2 separate regions of the Mus musculus genome follow, and region 1 is linked to region 2. The links are chromatin contacts, called in public Micro-C maps. All regions are on one chromosome and are shown on one strand. Each heading gives the region's core, a stretch centred on a gene start, on an enhancer-like site or on the middle of the called end of the contact. The rest is flanking DNA. Distances are from core to core; before and after follow the strand shown. Region 1 holds the start of Minar1 (membrane integral NOTCH2 associated receptor 1). Region 2 holds the start of Tbx18 (T-box18).

Region 1 (4,137 bases), core at 1,384-3,883, 1.9 Mb after region 2:
CTGCCTGCCTTACATTCGATATCCTTCTTTTCTTCTTTTTCTTTTAATTTACACTGAGCCTGCAGGGTAAGCTCCAAAAACAAACATTTGAATGTCAGCGGGAAAAGCTAATCAGTGAGCATTAGCACCGTATTCACAGAGGAATCTGGAACCTTTGCCCAGCTAGTCTGAGAAACAGCGCATTGCCACTTGGCTGGAGCAGCAGACAGGGCTTTCCCTCCCTCCTCCTGGTCTTCACATCCCAGCTCCCAATGCACAGGCCAAGGCTGCAGCCCTGCTTTCTGCTTCGTGTTGTCCAAGGGTTCTAAGGAGCTTGGTTGAGGGAAAAAGCGAAGGACAGAATCCCATACCCATTCTGTGTGCTATGGACAGATGACTTGCCAGAAGCACAAATCTTTCAAAGGGAACATGAGAGTTTTTAGATGCTGGAAAGACACAGAAATCTTGCCTCTGGTGTTGGCCAAGAAAATAATGACATTATATATCCAAAAATTCCTAAGGAACACAATGGAACCTTTGTCTCTCTTGCAACTATTAAGCGCTATGCAACACTTTCACACACCAAATTCATCAGAAATGCAAATAAACTGTTTGAGCTGCTCTTTCCCTAGCAACTGAAGTTTATTTTCACATAGTTGCAGATCTATACAAATCACTCTTACATGCAATAAGACCCAGACTTTCTTAAGCAGACATTTCAGGTTTCCCTGCAGCCTCTAGTAAAAAAAACAAAAAAACAAAAAAACAAAAACAAAAACAAAAAAAACAAAAAACAAACCACTCTAAACTGGCTGTTTTTTGCAGACACTCCATCATTCCTCATTATTCTCTTATGCTCTGATACATAAAAAGAGACCCAATTCTAAGGGCTTGCTCAGGCCATCCACCCAACTCTCTCCCACTACTCTTGTTTGAGCCATGTCCCCTCTCCAGGCTGTCACTGCTCTGGCAAGGAGCTCATCTCAGAAGGCTCCTATACCCAGAGCAAGTGGCAAGCTTCTACCTGCAAGGAAGATTTCATCAGAAGAGGTGGTAACGAAAGCTTGTTTGCAGGGAGAAGGGGATAAATTACCGGTCAAATGCACTGCCCCTCAATGACTCCTGGAAATCCTTCATGTCATGCTGCATAACACCATAGCAGAGCCAAACAGCCAACCCCCCAAATCCCAGCCGCAATGGCAGCTGCCATGGTCCCACCAGTTCCTAAGAAAATCACCCCATCCTTCAAACAAAATGTAAGTTCTATAAAACCGACCTGTGTTAGCACACAGACTCCTTGTCTCTCCTCCTCTCTGTCTTGGCAAACCTTACTTAATTTCCCACTGAAAAGACTAGCTGATCTCAACTCACCTCACCACCCCACCCCCACCCCGGTGTTTACAACCTTTGACTACTATTTCACAAACAACGTCGGCATGCATGCTGTTAGAGCAAGCTACTCAATTGCTTCCCAGAAGCTCCCTGCACTCTTGCAGAGAGGACCAATGACTACTTGCTGGTTTTGTGGCCTCGCAGAGTACAGGACTTGGCAGGGATGGCGGTAGAGCAGGTGGGAAAGGCTGCTGAGAGGTGAGCTAGTGTGTGAATGAACTCAAGCCCCGCTGCCAGCCAGGCCTTGCTTTGGTGTTTTTCTGGCAGGTGAAGTTGAACGTCTCCAGGAGGAAAGACACCTCCTTTCCACAACAATGTGACTGGAAATCGCAATTTAACGTTGGGATACACTGGTCCGTTTTTCTAGGGTTGGTTCAGTTCTCCACCTTACTCCGATAGGTCGGGGGTGGGGAGGTGTCACACAAACAGTTCACCTACTTGACCCCCAAAACACCGTTGTTTGAAATGAATTCTTAACCAGGAAAACTTGCCCAGAATTTTGTGGTCTTTGGCCATTGTATCTCTACTTTCATCTCTTTTCCCTCCACCAGATATGGCCAAGCCTACTACCTACCGCGCGCGCGCACACACACACACACACACACACACACACACACACACACACGCACACCACACGCAAACACACATACCACATGCGCGTGCACACGCACACCCCTTTTCCCACTACCGTACCGAGCTCAGCGAAAAGGGTCTCCGTGCCCAGGCGGCCTGCAGTCGGGAACCTATCGGAGCCAGGGAGGAGTGCCAGTAGCCTGGGACTTTACACAGAGTCCCTGTGTAATAGCAACCGGCACGTAGCGATCACACCTTGCACGCACATACTTGCACATGTGCGCTCGGGTGCCCATGGGTCTCCCGCTTTCTGAAGTTACCTCTGGGGGCTGCTCCAGCTCTCCGTCCCCGGTCCTCCGCAGCTCTTGCGTGGCTCTGAGGTGGTGGTCCACAGGGCCTCCAACGCAGAGCTTCCCGAAGGTTCCCTAGGCAAAAGAATCCTAGGCTCCAGGGCAGCCCAGGCTTTGCACTTGGGGCAACACCCCTGGCGTAGGTTAACTTCAGCCCCCACAGCACGAGGTCTGGATCTGCAGACTAGGGTCGCACCCGGGCTTTCCTGGGCAGTCGGCAGCCACTGCCCACTTGCATGATGCTGGGGCTCTCAGCGGCTGGAGGATGCGGCCTCAGAGTCCGGATCAGCCCCAATCTCGGTTTCTGAGGCTCAGCCAGTGTCACCACATCACGGTCTTGGATACCGTGGGCAGCTCGGGCCAGGAACTCGATGGCCAGAGACCCAGTTTAGCCTCTCCATCATCTCCCGCCTGGGGAGCAGAGGAAGGCAGGACTCTCCAGCAGTGGGCTCGTGCTCCCTAGGGCGGGAGGGGCAGACTCCAGAGGGGCGCGGCAATAGCGCCGAGGGCGTGCCCTGCCAGAGGCTGCAGCCACCTAGAGAGTGGGCGCCCGCAACCCCAGAGTCCTGAGAAAGCCTCTGCTTCCTTAAGAGTCGCGCCTGCTGAGACCGGGCAAAAGCAAGCAGAGGTTGGAACTGGAGGGAGCCTCGGGCCAGATCCACCCCGGGGTTTGCTTCTCCCTATTTCCGGATGCTGAAGGTGACTGCGGCCCCCAGTGGAGAAGCAGAAGCTAACATCGTCCGCTGCTCTCCTTTTCTCCAGGTGCACTCTGCTCACCCTTCTGGGGCCTCAGACTCTGCAGTGCTTCACCAGGCCAGGGCAAACTGGTCACTTGGCTCATTGATGTTTCCCTCCTGGCCGGTGTTGGCTTCATTGGTACCCAGATTGGAGAGACTAGCGTTCACGTGACCAGCCCTCCCCAAACACGCACTCACACTCTTAACGGAATAGATTTCCAAAAGTCCAATTGGATACATCGATGAGGACTGGAGGCTTTTCCCAAGCCATCTAGGGTACTGCAGTGGGACTGAAATGCAGCAGCCTGCCTGTGGTGCCACCATTTATACAGATTGTCTTCCTCAGCTGGGAAAGTCACACAAACAGCGCTTTAAAGAAACGGAATTATAGTTTCAAACTCGTGGAATCAAGAGAAGAGTAGAGAAAAGAGAGAGAGAGAGAGAGAGAGAGAGAGAGAGAGAGAGAGAGAGAGAGAGAGAGAACCGGAGGGAAGGGGGAAGGAAAGGGAGGGAAGGAGAGGGGAGGAAAGGGAAGCGGGATGGAGGGGAGGGGAGGGAAAGGAAGGGGAGGGAAGGGGAGGGAAGGGGAGGGAAGGGAAGGGGGGGAAGCCTACTATTGGGGAACAAATAACTAAGGGGTGGCACCCTCTTAGGTTACTTTTCCAAGAGTGCAACCAAATGCAGGTTCCTGGCTAACTTTGTGACCTGTGGTCTGTCTTCTGTCCTTGGGAGGTGGTGGGGGCTGGAGGAGGGACACTGGTCTCCATGACAGCTTTCCTGCCTGAGGTTTTTTTGCTATGACTGGAAGCGTTCTAAAAGTGAACCTGTTAATACATGGATACTTTAAATAAAGCCTCATGGGGTAATAAGCTGCCAGCTGGATTTTCCCAGAATTTCACCCTTATTACTTTAGTGCCAGGCAAGACCATGCTCCTCTAGGGAGGACAAAAGCAACTGAGAGGTGAAAGAAAGGTCAAGTTTATTTGATCCACTGTACCTTGCTTGCCTAGGAGTCTAAATTTGTAACCAGTAGTGTCTTGGTCCAAACAATCTGGGGGATAGTCAGCAGTCAAAGATCTGCTAACTGATATGGAAGGCAAAGAGGG
Region 2 (3,708 bases), core at 98-2,597:
CTGCGGCCGCTGCCGGGATCTGCTCCGGTCACCCCTTCCTCCCTCCGCCCCAGGAGGCCGCCGGGCCTCTGGGCCTCGCGCGAGGCACTTTCTGAGAACTTCCCCAAACCCCGCTCCAGGCAATCCTCCGGGCTGCTGGCTCTCCGGGCCCCGCAGCACAGCGGATAGAAGAGAGCTAAAAGCCCGCCCCGAGGCGCCCTGGGCTCCGGAGGAGTAGCGCTCCGCGTTCAGAAGGGCAGAGAGTGTGGGCGAGCTCGCCGCCGCCTCCCCGGTTGGCGCACCCAACTTCTGGGCGTCCGAGCCCTTTTCCGCGCTTTTAGCCCGCGCCCTCCCGCACGCGCCCCGGGGGCCCCTAAAACTTAGAGAAGTGAAAAGCAGCGGCAGCCCTGGGCTCGAACCCTCCCGGCGCAGAGGCGAGGACGGCGGCAGCCCGCCGAGCCGGGCAGAGAGCCGCGGATGGACGGTGTGCGGGGCCGACGGCTCAACGCCTGCCCCCGGGGCTCGGCGGCGGAGGCCCGGGAGGAGCGGGCGCTAGCGCTGCCTCACCGAAGCTCAGGTTCGCGGGAGCCGGGCGGAGACGCACCGGGAAGCCGCTGGGGCAGGAAGGGATCGATCGACTCACCCGCCGCTCCGCGGGAGCCACAGCTCCGCTCCGCGTCCGCGCAGCTCCGCGCTGGCCCGGACGCCGCCCCGGCTGCCGGCGGCGGGGCAGCCGCTTCTTCGTCGGCCTCCGAGCAGCCGTGCTCCCCCGCGCCTCCGCTACGGCTGCAGCCTGCGTCTTCCACCGCCCCCGCCGCCTCTTCCGTGGCCAGCTTTCTCCGCTTCTTTTGAAGCTGTTGCTGCTTCTCGGCGCCGATCAGTGCCTCCACAGAGAAGGCGTGCGCCTTGAGGCTTAGCATGCTGCACGGTGAGCCCCTCCGCTTCTCCGCCATCCCCGCCTCCCCGAGCCCGCTCGCCCCTCTCTCATATACTCGCGGCTGGGGCGCACGCACGCGCTCGCCCTCCTGGCCCCCCACCAAACGCTCCGCAGCTCCCGATGCCTCCCGAGATCTGTCCCCTTCCTAGCTGCGGGCAAAAACAAATTTGCCGTTTCCTCTTTCTCTGGCGTTGGGATCCGAGGAAGCAGGAACGCGGCCGCCAAGTTTCCTTCCCTCTGTCTCTCCCTCGAGTTCAATGATGCACTTCTTGACTCCCAAACCCTCCACCTCCTCCTGCTGCTCCAAGATCTGCCTCGACTGATGAGCCCGAGAGGACTAACACGGGGAAAAAAAAAACACTCTGCGGACACAAATTAGGGATTGTAATTGAAATTTGTTGCCTTGATCTGTCAGCACTTCAAGGCAGGAGAGCGGTGGGAAGAACTTGCTCATTAGTGTCAATAAAGCGGCGGGGGAGGGTCCTATGGAGCTGTCCATCACCGAAACGGTTTACCAATCAGGAGAATCTAACTCCGCTCAGCCCGCGCCCACTTCCTTACAAGGTCGGAAAATCTCAGACCGAAAAGCGCCGCCATCTGGCTCGTCTCTGCCAGTCTCTAGAAAGCTGAACCCTCTTTTGCTGACACCCGCCAACCCAGTCGCTTCTCAGGCTTTTCTTATCAGGACCAGGAAAGGCTGAGCCTCAGGGTTTAACCGAGAAAAGAGATCCGTAACTAGTAGTATAGAGGATCTTTCAAGGACCCTTAAATCTCCGGTCTCTCATCCCTGTCCATGGGGCTAAGAAGTACATTTGGAGGAGGCAGGAACTTACAGCCAACAGTTTGTTGTTTCTCACTTAAACATTCCTGCATCTATTGATGCCCACTGTATGGAGAGAATGACCACGGGCTTGAATCTTACTCCGAAGATTTTTTTCTTACGTGAGATGAGTTTACGCATATTTGATATTTTTTAGATTTAAAAATTAATCATTGTAATATCTCTCAGACCTTCATATAACCGATTCAGGAAAGGTGTCTCCTTTTATTTAGGACTAATTATTTTAAAACGTAGGTCCTGGGATTTTAATTCTGTTTGTCTTTAATGATATAGGTTTAACTTCAAAACTTCACAAAGTAAACCATGTTTTATGAATTTCTGTATGTTTTTTGAAAGTTCTGTATGTTAAAAGTAGCTTCGTATTCATATTGGTTTTTTTTTTTAATCGGCGTGTTTCTTTAAAATAAATTCAAAAGAAAGCAGAACTCTAGAATTGAACGATCGCAAACATGTATGTGCAGTTCTGTTGTTTAAACTCAACATTTTCTTAGGATTAACAGGATGTGGGTTTGATGGGGATAATAAAAAAAATCACTTGTAGAATAAAATTCACTATGTGCACAAATCTTTAGTATAAAATAGGCCAGGGACGATTCGTTTTGTTTCATTTTGCTTTGCCTCCTTTATTCGATGTTCATTTAAACACTGCAGTCCTAGCTTTCTTCTGGCTTCTCCTCGGCATTCAGGAAAATGGCCTCTGAAAGTACCATCAACCCCGGAAGGAGGGTTTTGTTTTTAAATCATAGATAGAGAAACCTGCAGTTCCTTCAGGACTGGAGTGCTGGGAAGAAATTGAACCAAGCAGCGAGTGCCTAGAGGCGCCTGCAAGGCCTGGGCCAGAAAGGACTTGGTAATATCTTTGCTGTGGATGCAGATTTTTAAATGCCTGAAAAATGCGTTCAATTGGAAGACATTGTTTTATTTGGGGCACTGGGAGCCGGTGTAGCCTACTGGCTTGAAGCTGTCTGGAGAAGCTCTCGCAGACTCATCAGAGTGTAGGGTGATGTGGTATCCTGAATAAGTTCAACCCGGTTAGTGAAGTTTGGCCTAAAGCGGGAGCCAACCAGAAAGCTTGAAGAGGCAGCCTGGAAAGTTCTGGGTTAGTAGGGAGAGTCTAGGACGAAGTCTGTAGAGTTTAAGCAAACAACTCAAGGCCCTGTGTGAAGCTCCCGCGTGAAGCTACGTATCTTCAGTTGCCCATTGAGCTAGAGCGCCCAGCCCCAGCCCTGGGCCCTCATAGATGGTCCAATGGAGCGGTTCTCCGAGCAAGGCCGGCTTGCAGCCTAAGGGATTCATAAATTCTGTGACGGAGGTGGGGGGGGGGGTGGAGTCACTAAAAGGTTTCTGGCATACTCGACCAGCCCGCAGGAGGAGGCTGGGCGGCTGATTCCAAGAAACCGCAGGGATTTCCAGACCGGAAGCCTACTTTGTAGTTATGATCTTGTCCCTTTAAATGCCGCACAGTTCAAACTGGTTTGGGATGTTGAAACAGGCCTTCTAGGCTACCCTGAGGAGCACAGGGTCCCAAGCCCTCCGCTGTCCCTCTGCGTCTTCTTCCAACGTTACCCCTGGCAGCTGGAGCCTCGGGGTACAAAATTTGACTTGGGTTCATATAACAAACAAACTGGAAAACAATATTACAAACTAACAACAAAAATAAAAGTAGTAGCTATGGGTCCAAGTATGCGCAGAGCTCTTGAGGCAGAATGAGGGCGCTAGCTCCCTTAGCTTGAATGAGGGCGCTAGCTCCCTTACTACTGGTCCCACTGCTTGAATCCCGCTCCAGCTCCAGGACCAAGGACAAACTGGTTCCCCCTTGGGTTGCAAACTGTGTACACAGAGCACGACCTGCAATCCTTGGAAACTATCAGAGAACCTCATCCCGGGCTGGATAGCGAAACTAGACCCCAGTCCGCTGAGAAGTCAAGGAAAGGGGTTTTACGGAAGCCTT

What was found. A called contact is a pair of places that touch in the nucleus more often than the background predicts.
Region 1: a contact with region 2 is called in a Micro-C map of embryonic stem cells, with 6 times the contacts expected there. The contact joins the promoter of Minar1 here to the promoter of Tbx18 in region 2. A contact is called at or near these places in 5 of 39 promoter capture datasets (embryonic stem cells, frontonasal cranial neural crest, hippocampal neurons and 1 more), 3 of 484 Hi-C or Micro-C datasets (all in embryonic stem cells) and 1 of 115 datasets of contacts at active chromatin or transcription factors (embryonic stem cells).

Annotation. Positions count from the first base shown.
Region 1 is chr9:89,620,353-89,624,489 of GRCm38.p6, forward strand. Minar1 (membrane integral NOTCH2 associated receptor 1) reads right to left here and starts at 2,634. Exons shown (of 4, transcript NM_153509.2): 1 at 2,265-2,634.
Region 2 is chr9:87,729,913-87,733,620 of GRCm38.p6, forward strand. It overlaps Tbx18 (T-box18), which reads right to left and starts at 1,348. Exons shown (of 8, transcript NM_023814.4): 1 at 623-1,348. The coding sequence starts at 932.